Linked DNA regions of Sus scrofa: region 1 is linked to region 2. The links are chromatin contacts, called in public HiChIP or PLAC-seq maps. All regions are on one chromosome and are shown on one strand. Each heading gives the region's core, a stretch centred on a gene start, on an enhancer-like site or on the middle of the called end of the contact. The rest is flanking DNA. Distances are from core to core; before and after follow the strand shown.

Evidence for each region. HiChIP or PLAC-seq counts read pairs in DNA pulled down with a chosen protein or histone mark.
Region 1: an H3K27ac HiChIP or PLAC-seq map of alveolar macrophages shows a contact between it and region 2. The contact joins two enhancer-like sites. A contact is called at or near these places in 3 of 47 Hi-C or Micro-C datasets (liver, omental adipose tissue and subcutaneous adipose tissue) and 1 of 2 datasets of contacts at active chromatin or transcription factors (alveolar macrophages).

Annotation. Positions count from the first base shown.
Region 1 is chr10:1,198,602-1,203,957 of Sscrofa11.1, reverse strand. LOC102166310 (a long non-coding RNA gene) reads right to left here. Exons shown (of 12, transcript XR_002336117.1): 2 at 997-1,067. Among named protein-coding and RNA genes, the nearest start is that of RGS1, 50 kb to the right of the region's middle. Within about 2 kb of position 2,032, at least 2 of the 83 cell types and tissues checked have an H3K27ac peak or open chromatin away from gene starts, as enhancers often do. A contact at or near this core is called in alveolar macrophages, where this site is marked.
Region 2 is chr10:1,106,015-1,111,432 of Sscrofa11.1, reverse strand. No RefSeq gene overlaps it. Among named protein-coding and RNA genes, the nearest start is that of RGS13, 26 kb to the right of the region's middle. Within about 2 kb of position 3,797, at least 35 of the 83 cell types and tissues checked have an H3K27ac peak or open chromatin away from gene starts, as enhancers often do. A contact at or near this core is called in alveolar macrophages, where this site is marked.

The DNA.
Region 1 (5,356 bases), core at 783-3,282, 94 kb before region 2:
TTTAATAAAACTACCTACCCATGCTTGGTGCTGGAATTTTCCTCTATATAATGTTTCCTATATTTTATGGAGTTTCCATCGTGGCTCAGTGGTTAACGAGTCTGAGTAGGAACCATGAGGCTGCGGGTTCGATCCCTGGCCTCACTCAGTGGGTTAAGGATCCAGCGTTACCTTGAGCTGTGGTGTACGTTACAGATGCGGCTTGGATCTGGTGTTGCTGTGGCTCTGGCGTAGGCCTGTGGCTGCAGCTCCGATTCGACCCCTAGCCTGGAAACCTCCATATGCTGCAGGAGCAGCCCAAGAAATAGCAAAAAAAAGAAAAAAAAAAGTTTCTTCTATTTTGAATGTATTAGTAAATAGATATCAATAAAATCTAATTTAATGGATTAGATAAAATAATTTGTCTAATTTATTAGATAAAATAAAATGTAATGGGATGGTTGGGAAAATTAAGAAAGCTGATAAAGAGGGTCCCGCCTGATGCTGGGGACAGATGAAGTGTTCAGATGTCAGCTGAACTGCTGACATGAGACTGACCAATATGCTCAGGCCACCGCAGAGGCTTTTTTTTTTCTTTTTAATCATACACTGAAAAGGTTTTTCATTTCTCAAAAATTCCTGCCAAGGAAACAGGAATTGTTCTGTCTTTACTCCCCGGAAAGTTCCCAGGCAAAAATTCAACATGTGAGATAAACCTCCAAATCCCCCAAGTTCGACCCACCTCCACTAACTAAAATGCAGCATTTTCCCGTTTCCTCCTCTTTCCGTGTTCCAGGCAGTTAATGAGAAGGTGCGGGTTAAGAGTAGTGGTTTCCCCTAAAATACATTCCTTGACCTTCTGCCCTTTCTAAAGGTGTTTCCCTCTGCAACATTTGAAGAACTGTAAAGTTTCACTTTTCCCACGAGATAGCCAGTGACCACGTAAGCGAGCTGCTAACCGAAAGGCTGGACAAGAAGAAGCGGGAAAAAGAATGTTCCCAGGGAGATACGACTTACCGCACCCATTTGCCTGGAAGCCTTGTGACACGGTAAGGACGAATCTTTCCCTCCTGGAGAGATCGGCCCTCCTGAAACACGAAGATACCAAGGAATCAACACACCGTGGGATCAACATTGGCAAGTGGGCATAACAGGAAATTCAAAAGAATACACTGTCCCGCTGTGTCCTCTTCTTTAAGGGGCTAAGAATTCAGCATCGCCGCAGCCGGGGCTCGTGGCTCAGATTCAGTCCCTGGGAACGTCCATATGTTGCTCCTGTGGCCATTTAACAAAGCAGCAGCAGCAGCAGCACACTATTTAGATATTAGTGGGGAAAGCTAAATGGAACTTGGTTTTCAAAAGTTACCTTACGGTTTCTAACGCGGAGACCCCAGAGAGTGGCAGGAAATAGGTGTGAAACGCTGACCATAGATACAGAGTCCACAGTCTTTATTGTAAGCAACGGCCTAAGAGCGAGAGGCCCTCACATTTAGTTATGAAAGGAAAAAAAGAAAAGAAAAGCTTTCTCCAAAGAATTAATCGTGGCTACTGAGGTGACTACAGGATTCTGACTATGAGAAAGACAGGAAAGTATTAGCAGACAACGGAGACCTGGGATGAGAAAAGAAAGGGCTCTTTGAGAAACTTAAAAACATCCCCCATCTTGTTAATGACTGCCCAAGAATCTTCCTCTTTCACACTCCAGGGGTGAATGATCATTCTTTCTCTCTCTCTCTTTTTTTTTTTTTTTTTTTGTCTTTTTGCCATTTCTTGGGCCGCTCCCATGGCATATGGAAGTTCCCAGGCTAGGGGTCCAATGGGAGCCTACACCACAGCCACAGCAACGCGGGATCCGAGCCGCGTCTGCAACCTACACCACAGCTCACGGCAACGCCGGATCCTTAACCCACTGAGCAAGGCAGGGATTGAACCTGCAACCTCATGGTTCCCTGTCGGATTCATTAACCACTGCGCCACCACGGGAACGCTGATCATTCTTCCTCTTGATCCATCAGCAGCATCTGACACACCCAGACTTCCTCCTTTAAAATAATACTTTCTCTCTTCGCGGCCTTCAGGAGCTGATGATCCCCCTGGAGCCCGTCTCCCCACGCCCACTCCCTGCGTCGTCACTGGAACACCCCCTTCTTCCTGCCTCTCCTCACTTCCTCAGAGTTGACGCCCTTCTCTTCTCTGGCGGTGCTTACTCCTCAGGTGCCCCCCAAATCCCATCCCTGTGCTGGGGCACCTCCAGCCTCCCCTCTCTCTAAAAGCCAGACTCCTGCATCCAGCAGTGCGTGGTGTCTCCTCACGGGCTTTGCAAAGGTAACGCAATCAAAGGGAACTCTTCATTCTCACCCAGGCATCCAATCCATTCCTTCCCCGCAAAGCCTCCCCTGGGCCACGAGGGACCCTTCTGAGGCACCCTCTGCTCGGCCCCAAACCTGAGTGTTTCCCTGACTCCTCTCTCTCCCCGACATCCCACATCCACTCCTTCGGCGCATCCCAGCCACTCTTCGTCTAGATTTTACTGTGAATCGGGACGGGCGCTTTACCTCTGCTGTGTTCGATGCCCCAGCCCCAGACCAGGCACCATCAGCTTCCCCTGGCCTCCCCCCGAGGCTCCCATCCCATCTCCCTGCTTCTGTTTTTCCTCTCTTGCTAAGTCTATGCTCTAGAGCAAACACGGATTCTTTTTAACGGGAAGGAGTTCCTGTTGTGGTACAGCAGAAATGAATCTGACTAGTATCCATGAGGATGCGGGTTCGATCCCTGGCCTTGCTCCGTGGTTTGGGGATCTGGCCTTGCCGTGAGCTGTGGCAGAGGTCGCTGACACGGCTTGGATCCCACATTGCTGTGGCTATGGTGTAGGCCAGCAGCTGTGGCTCGGATTCAACCCCTAGCCTGGGAACGTCCATATGCCACAGGTGCAGCCCTCAAAAGCAATTTTAAAAAAGGGAGTAAAATCCTATCATTGTCTTCCTTGGGAAATCGTGTGACTTCCCATATCGCTAAGAACACAACCCAGCCTCCTCAGGTTAGTCCACAAAGGCCTCCGTTATCCAAAAAGGCTTCAAGCACTGCTCCATCCACCATCTCATCATCTCCTACCGGAGGAGATGCTGTTCTTTCTGGACAGGTGCACGCCCTGCGATGCAGCACTCTCCCAGCACCTGTTCCTTACTCTCTCCCATTATCGTCTACTCTTCTCCTCTCGTGGCTCACACGTCCCTGCCACGCGTTACATCCCTTATTCACCCATTTGCTTGCTGTCCGCACCACCACTGCCACTGGCACGGAAGTTCCAGGAGGGCAGGAATCTGTTTTGCTCTCTGCTCTGCTTTCAGTGTTCAGAACAATTCCCCAAGCAGAGTGGGAAGTAATAAATGGTTTTTAAATAAAATTCATTACTAATGGAATATATTTATTTATTTAGTAAGCTACACGTCGCTTATCATATGGGTGTGGTCCAGCTCAGTGAGCTCTCTCGGTTTTATAAAGTCCGCAGTTGAATCCCTATGGGCCTGGCTGGTGGTAACAGACAAGCTTCGGCATCAGTTTCTGCGTGGATGAGCGTCACATCCCTTACACACAAACACCAAGTGTGACTTTCACCCACAGTAACTAAACCTGGACACTAACCAGTTTCTATTGAACTAAAGGTAGTAAACTGTTATCAGTACATCTGAAGGCACAGAGTCAAAGTGCTCAAGACACCAAAAAAAGCAAACAAACAAAAAGGCACACACAAGGCAAAGGCCAATGATTAATATTCACACATGTGGTGACTGACCTGAGATTACACAACCATAGGAGACGATCAAAGCCAAATCATTTGATTCATGATCAACCACATAGCAACCTACACAGTTTCCATGGAAAACAGAGAAGCTTCTAGGGCCATCTGTCTTTCCTCTAGAATCTTCAGAAGATGGTATGAGGTCTGCCCATGAGTCTTTCTGTAAGTCGCTCCAAGCAGAAACACCTGGGGGCCTCACTGACTGACCGCCCAGTGGACCCAGGCTTCCTTCCGCACACACCTGAAATGCAGGATGGGGGCTTGAGGGAAGCGCCCTGTGAAGGTCAAGTTAAGCCTCCTTGGAGATTCCAGGAACTAAATGACTTTCACCATTAGTCACTTTCACAAGGGCCCCTTGCCATTTACTCTGGCCAAGGATCAGGAAAGTCATGAGGGAAACCAGATGCCTGGCTTTCATGACAAAATCCCGGGGATTTCTCAAGGACGGTCCCTTTCTCTTGAGCAGATTCAAATGCAGCCACAAATGGGGCACAGGCACAGACACACAGATACAAGCTACCTTGGCTCTATCACAAGAGATGACAGGAGACACAGCAATCATGCATGCACTCCTTCCGGGTTTTTTTCCGATCTATAATTTTCGTGTTTCAGAGAGGATCGTGAGACTAATACATCTGAGAATCAGGGTGTGTGCACACTGGGGAGATTCAACCATGGAAAGGCAGATTGTTAAGAAATGTCACGTGTTTTCCATCGTTGTTACTTTAAAGTTTTATTGACCTATAGTTGATTCACAACGTTGTGATAATTTCGTTGCACAACAAAGTGATTCGGTTATGTCCTACTCTCTCCTCGTCTCTCCTTCACAGAACACATCCTGGGGGAGAACAGGGTCAGCTCGGCCCCCTCTTCAGGGTGGCCGGGGAAGTGGCTGGTATCAAAGGGCTGCTACTCGCCCACATGCCACATCGCGAGCTGAAAACAGGGATTATAAAATAGCCATTAAAGATGCCACTTGATGTGGTTATGGAACAGTTTCTAACCCCGAAGAGAACCTAAGGAAAGACAAGAATGGGGTTAGATAGGAAAGCAGGAGGAAAATGCCAGGCAGGACTGAAGGAGCGGTTGACTTCCATTCCCAAAGAGTCTCTCCTTAAAAAAATTACTGAAAGTAGCTCTGTCTCACTTTGTTTTCATCTAAGCGTCTCTCCTGGATCACGTGGCCTAAAATAGACCTTAAACTTCTCCCCTTCGCTCATCAAATTCTGTAAATGCTAATAATCAAATATACATGTCTATAATCAATGGACACCAAGTGTATTCATGCACTTATTAAACAGATATTTAATGAGCATCTACTCTGTGACAAGCACTGCTCAGACACCAGGGCCACATGATGGACAAAAAGATAAACATACTTCCTCTTATGGGAATTAGATTCTAGTGTAAGGAGAAAGAAGATAAAAAGGTGTAAATACATAGAATGCTAGATGATAATAATTGCTGTGGATGAAGCTCCATCAATGAGGATGAAAAAGTGTTTTGAAGGGCTCAGTGTAAATATGGTAGTCCGGGAAGACTTCACTGGGAAGCAAAGCCTGGCATTTTCAACCCAGC
Region 2 (5,418 bases), core at 2,548-5,047:
ATACGACAAAGAAGGACATGGAAAGGGCCTCACCTTGTTGGGCCAATTTTCCAGTGGGAGAGACTGATGACAACAGAGAGGAAGAGGGAGGAAGGAAAAGTGTGGACGCAAAGACAGGAAGGAAGAAAGAAGAAACCTAAGAACATAAGCAACCAAGGGAGACAACCGCAGCAGGTGCTCAAATGGGGAAATGACGGGATTAAAGGCAAAGCGAGAACGGGGGCAGAGAGGGTGGCTCGGGGCAAGTCCCTGCGATGCGAGAGCCTGGTACCGGAGGAGCGTGCCGAGCTGTGTGCTTATGGGAGGACATTTCTGGGAGAACCAGCAGCAAGGGCCTGGGCCCACCCTGTCAAGAGGTTCCAACGGCAGGCAGCGGGGAGGAATATCACCGACTCTCCGTGGTACGGGATCCAGGTGCGGAGGAAGGTGCTGGGTTGATTCTGAGAAAGCAGCACATGGGCCGGGGACTCCCCACACCCGACAGACACAAAAGCCGCAGAGAAGAGCACCCGGGGTCTCCAGGCAGCAGGGCTCCAGAAGCTCCAGCCCCACCCTGAGTCGCGGGGAACTCGGGAAGAGCTGCAGAGTTGGACGGGAAAGACCTTGCAGCCAGAGATGAGGAGAACTCAGCAGGCACCTGCTTGCAACACCTGGGGACCAGCCAGGAGTGGGGATGCTAGGCCATCGGCGTGGCTGGCCCACCGAGGCCCAGAGGGCAGTGTGAGGGATGCCAGGATGGACAGAGGACAGAACTTAGGACCAGGTGGTCCCTTCTGCTAAAAACAAGAGAACAGGACCCAATGGAGTCGCTTAGGCTAAGCCCCACGTCACCACACGGAGACTCCATTCGCTTTGGCTCTCCCAGAAATGGAATCTTAACCCAGGCCATCAGGATCCACCTGATCAGCCCCAGGAATAGCCCCCACCATCACTTAAAGGAAAGTGACGGTGCCATCACCAGTCCCCGCCTTTTTGCAAAGATACTTCCCCTGTTCCTGCTCCCTCTGCCTCAACGTCTTTCCCCGGGGTCCAGCTCGTTGCAGCGCCTCTCTACCTTCTAGATCAGATGCTGCCCAATCCGAGTCAGCACGGGCTCAAATAAACTCTTAAAATTTGTAGTATGTCTCAGTTTATTTTGTTAACGGTCCCTACCCTCATGCGACAGTTCAATGAACTTCCAGAACAGCCAGAGATTCTGACATCACATCAGAGGCCATGAGAAATTTCATGTCTTGAATACATGAGCTAAGGGATTGAAATCCACATTGATTCAACTGTGGAGCGTCGTGAGAATGCAAATGTATATATTTCTAGACAGATACGAAATACACCCTGGGCATGGAATACATGGACTGGTGACAAGACATTTTTTTTTTCTTGCTCTATTTTCTCTGGGATTAATATTATCTAAGCTTTGCAGAGTTCATCCGTCTTTTGCAGACCAGGTCCTGCATGTGCTAGGTAAATAATATTCTACTGTAATTAAGAAAATAAGTCACAGGCAAGAAAGTGCTATGAAGAAGTGTGGTATCGTGAGAGCAGAGAGCAGGGGAATCTGATGGAAGATTGAAGATCAAGATAGGGAATGGCTTCTCTAAGCAAGTGGGTTTTAACCCAGTTTCCCGAGTGAGGGAGGCTCACCACAAGCCTGGTTAGGAGTTTTTCTCACACCCACCGGGCAGGGGAGGAAAAGGGTGACAGTGTTTTCCTGCGGGAGGCAGGCACCAGGGCGCAGAAGGGGTGTCACGGAGCTTTATCTAACTTCATCTGTAATTGTTTACTCTTCACGGGGAGAAGAGTTTTGTGTATTACTTGTGTGATTAAACATCCGTTTTTACATAAGTTTAAGTAAATCACACCTGAGATCACCTGGCAAAAAAACTGCCAATGCTGGAATTTCAGCTCGGGTTTGTCGGATCCCAAAGTTCACAGTCACTAAGCTCTGGAAAACATCCAAGCGCCCAGTAAGAAGCATCGGGTACGGAACGAACGGCAAAAAGATACAGAATGAGACATTTTAACTGGGGGTCTGAGGCGAGGTGCCGTGGATGTGTAGACAAGGTCTACAACAGATCCGCCAGCACTGGGGAGTTTTTTTTTTTTTTTCTTTTTAGGGTGGCACCCAGGGCATATGGAAGTTCCCAGGCTAGGGATCAAATAGGAGCTGCAGCTGCCAGCCTACCCCACAGCCACAGCAACGCCGCATCTGAGCCACATCTGCGACCTATACCACAGCTCCCAGCAACACTAGATCCTTAACCCAACTGAGTGGGGCCAGCGATCAAACCTCCATCCTCATGGATACTAATCAGGTTCATTACTGCTGAGCCACAGTGGGAACTCCACAGGGACTTTAATAACTGCTCCAGGGCAAGGAGCCCACACCTTTCCTCCTATATAGCTACATTCTGTTTCTATCCTTTTTTTTTTTTTTTTTTTTTTTTTGTCTTTTTGCCTTTTCTAGGGCCGCTCCCATAGCATATGGAGGCTCTGAGGCTAGGGGTCGAATTGGAGCTGTAGCCACCGGCCTACACCACAGTCACAGCAATGGGGGATCCGAGCCACATCTGCAACCTACACCACAGCTCACGGCAACGCCGGATCCTTAACCCACTGAGCAAGGCCAGGGATCGAACCCGCAACCCCATGGTTCCTAGTCGGATTCCTTAACCACTGAGCCATGATGGAAACTCCTGTTTTTCTCCATTTATGGCTGTGATATTCCTCTAGCTACAGGTACTATAACGTGTATGTGGTGTTCTGAAACATGAAGGGAAGATTCAGAATTCAAACAAATAAATAAATAAATACCAAGGCCAGGACCTGGCTCCTTGGCCTCTGCTGGCAGACATCTCTCCTGGTTGTGAACACACACACACACACACACACACACACACACACACGCAGGACACACACCATGCCCACCACCACTATTTTATCCAGCTTATTACTGGCAGCTAAGAGGAAACCCATGACAATCTGGTAAGAAAGGCTGATAGGTCTTATTTTATCACGATATAAGCATCAACATTTCAGTGCATTGGAAACTGGAAATATGTGAGTCAGCATGCTTTGTTGTAAGCAAAAATAAGACAAAACGAAAAGCTGAGGAAGCACAAAAGGAATTTATGCATTGCTGGGCTATTGGGCAGCTCTTAGATTCGCCACAAGGCTCACAGGTTGGAAACTCACTGTAACTCCTGCTGCAAAACCGTCCCACACGAGGGCCATCGGCAGCACAGCCCCGGGAAGAGGCACTCAGTGCCAACACTCCAAACCCGGATCGCCCCGAGGGAAGAGTTTTCACTAGAGACACAACCCCCCAGCTGAAGAGGCAGCTGTGTGCCCATCAGCAGCTTTGCTAGCCCCATACCACCCTTGTAAGCTTGTAGCAAGGATGTGCCTTATGTCCTCGCTAGCAGCCCTGCCAACCTGGCTCCAAGCATATTGTGTATCCGCTTCACTTTTGTCCTCTTGGTGGCTCAGCTTCCTAGGCGGGAACTCTGCTCAGGGAAGGGGGAGGCCCAGGACTATGTACTGGGAAAAGCTTAAGACCTGCAGGTCTGTGTTGTATAAAAGCTATGTGAACAAAGACCTGGTGCTCAGACTCTGGAGACACCGCCTCTGAGCCGCACCGGTGCTGAATAAACCTGGCTCTTCCACGGCTCCGAAGGCTGCTCGTCTCTTTCCGCCGCCACGGTTTTCTGCAGCAGCCCTAAGCGGCTTCCAGACGGCTCAGCACTGTTGCCCCTGGAAACGGATGGCAGCCGCTCCCCACCACTGTCACCGGAAGGACCTGCAGTTCCCCTTTTCCGCGTGACAACTCCTGACTCACACTGGTGGGTGTGCCGAGGGATCTGCCTGGCAGGAGCCCTGGCACGAGCCCCTGACCCCACTGCAAGGGAGCCTGACACAGTCTCAGTTTTCATTCACAAAGTGGGGGGTGGGCTCCATCTTATAAAGCAGGGGGTCTTCAAGGGGTTCCGATGATGAGAAATCCAACAGAGCGACACCTACCCACCAGGGAGGGCCACGCAGAAATGAAGGGAACCCCAAATGTCGTCTTCGATCTTTGTTTTCTTTTCTGAAACAAGGGATTGAAACGCCAAAGTCCATGACAGATGAGATAGCCTCATTCTGAAAACTCCTTCACAGCTTCATTTCAGCCCAAAGTGGGTATTTTACCTGAAGAGCCTTCATACAGGCACACGTGTGATGCTGCAAATTGGTGCAGGAGAAAGTAGAGGCCCATCTGGTTTCCGGTCAGCCGGGCCCAGTCAAGTGCCCTTGAGGCAGCCAAGCTGCGGCTCCTGCAGAACCACCACAGGTGATGCCCCTCCTTGCACCCCTGCACCCCGTCTCTCGTGTGACACGTGCATGCGGAGTGGACTCTCAAGCCAAGATGAACACTGTCGTTATTTAACACGGCTGAGACGCGCGGTTTTGGTCACTAAAATCCTCTCGGCACTCTATTTCATGGACGATGAAAACCTCTATGTGAAATCTATTCCTAACTAATTTTTCTGCTTAGGGCTTAGATAAGGGATACCAGTGCTGGTGGGGGGGGGGGGGATAAAAAAAGAGAGCGAGAGAGAGGTGCTGCGTCCTGCTTCAGGAAAAATGCTGCTATTGACATCCCCCCCCACCCCACCCCCCCAAAAAAATCATTCGGCTCAGCTTTTAATTACAGTGGGCTATGGTGACACCTAGTGGCGAATAGGCATATTTTGAAATTCCCAATTTGACCAGTTTAATCCGTTTTCCATATTTTTTTCCATAAATGCAGACATAAGGTTTCCACTTACAGATTCCAGCACATTTAAAGAAGAAAGGAAATATAGGAATTTCCCCTTCCCTATTACAAAGACAGAAACGCTCAAAAGAGCTCTCTCTAATTAAGAAAGGCCACCTTTTAAAAATTCTACTCAGGAGTTTCCGTTGTGGCACAGCAGAAACGAATCCAACTAGGAACCATGAGGATGCAGGTTCAATCCCTTGCCTTGCTCAGTGGGTTAAGGATCCAGCGTGGCCATGAGCGGTGGTGTAGGTTGCAGATGTGGCTTGGATCTGGCATTGCTGTGGCTATGGTGTAGGCTGGCAGCTGTAGCTCTGATTGAACCCCTAGCCTGAGAGCCTCCATATGCCTCAGATGCGGCCCTAAAAAGCAAAATAAAATAAAATAAAATAAATAAAAATCCTACTTCAATCTCCTGATATCAGCTATTAATCATAAAGAGTTAAAGAAGTGCAGAAAATAAAAATACGCAAGTTCAGAGCAAATTATGCATTTTAATCAGTTAACCCCCCAAAGTATGGGAATATCAGGCAGAACTGGTTAGCATCAAATTGCTGGGGTAGAAGTCACAGGTCTGACAGCCATGAATTATTGTAACCTTGAGCAAACTATGTGACTTCTCT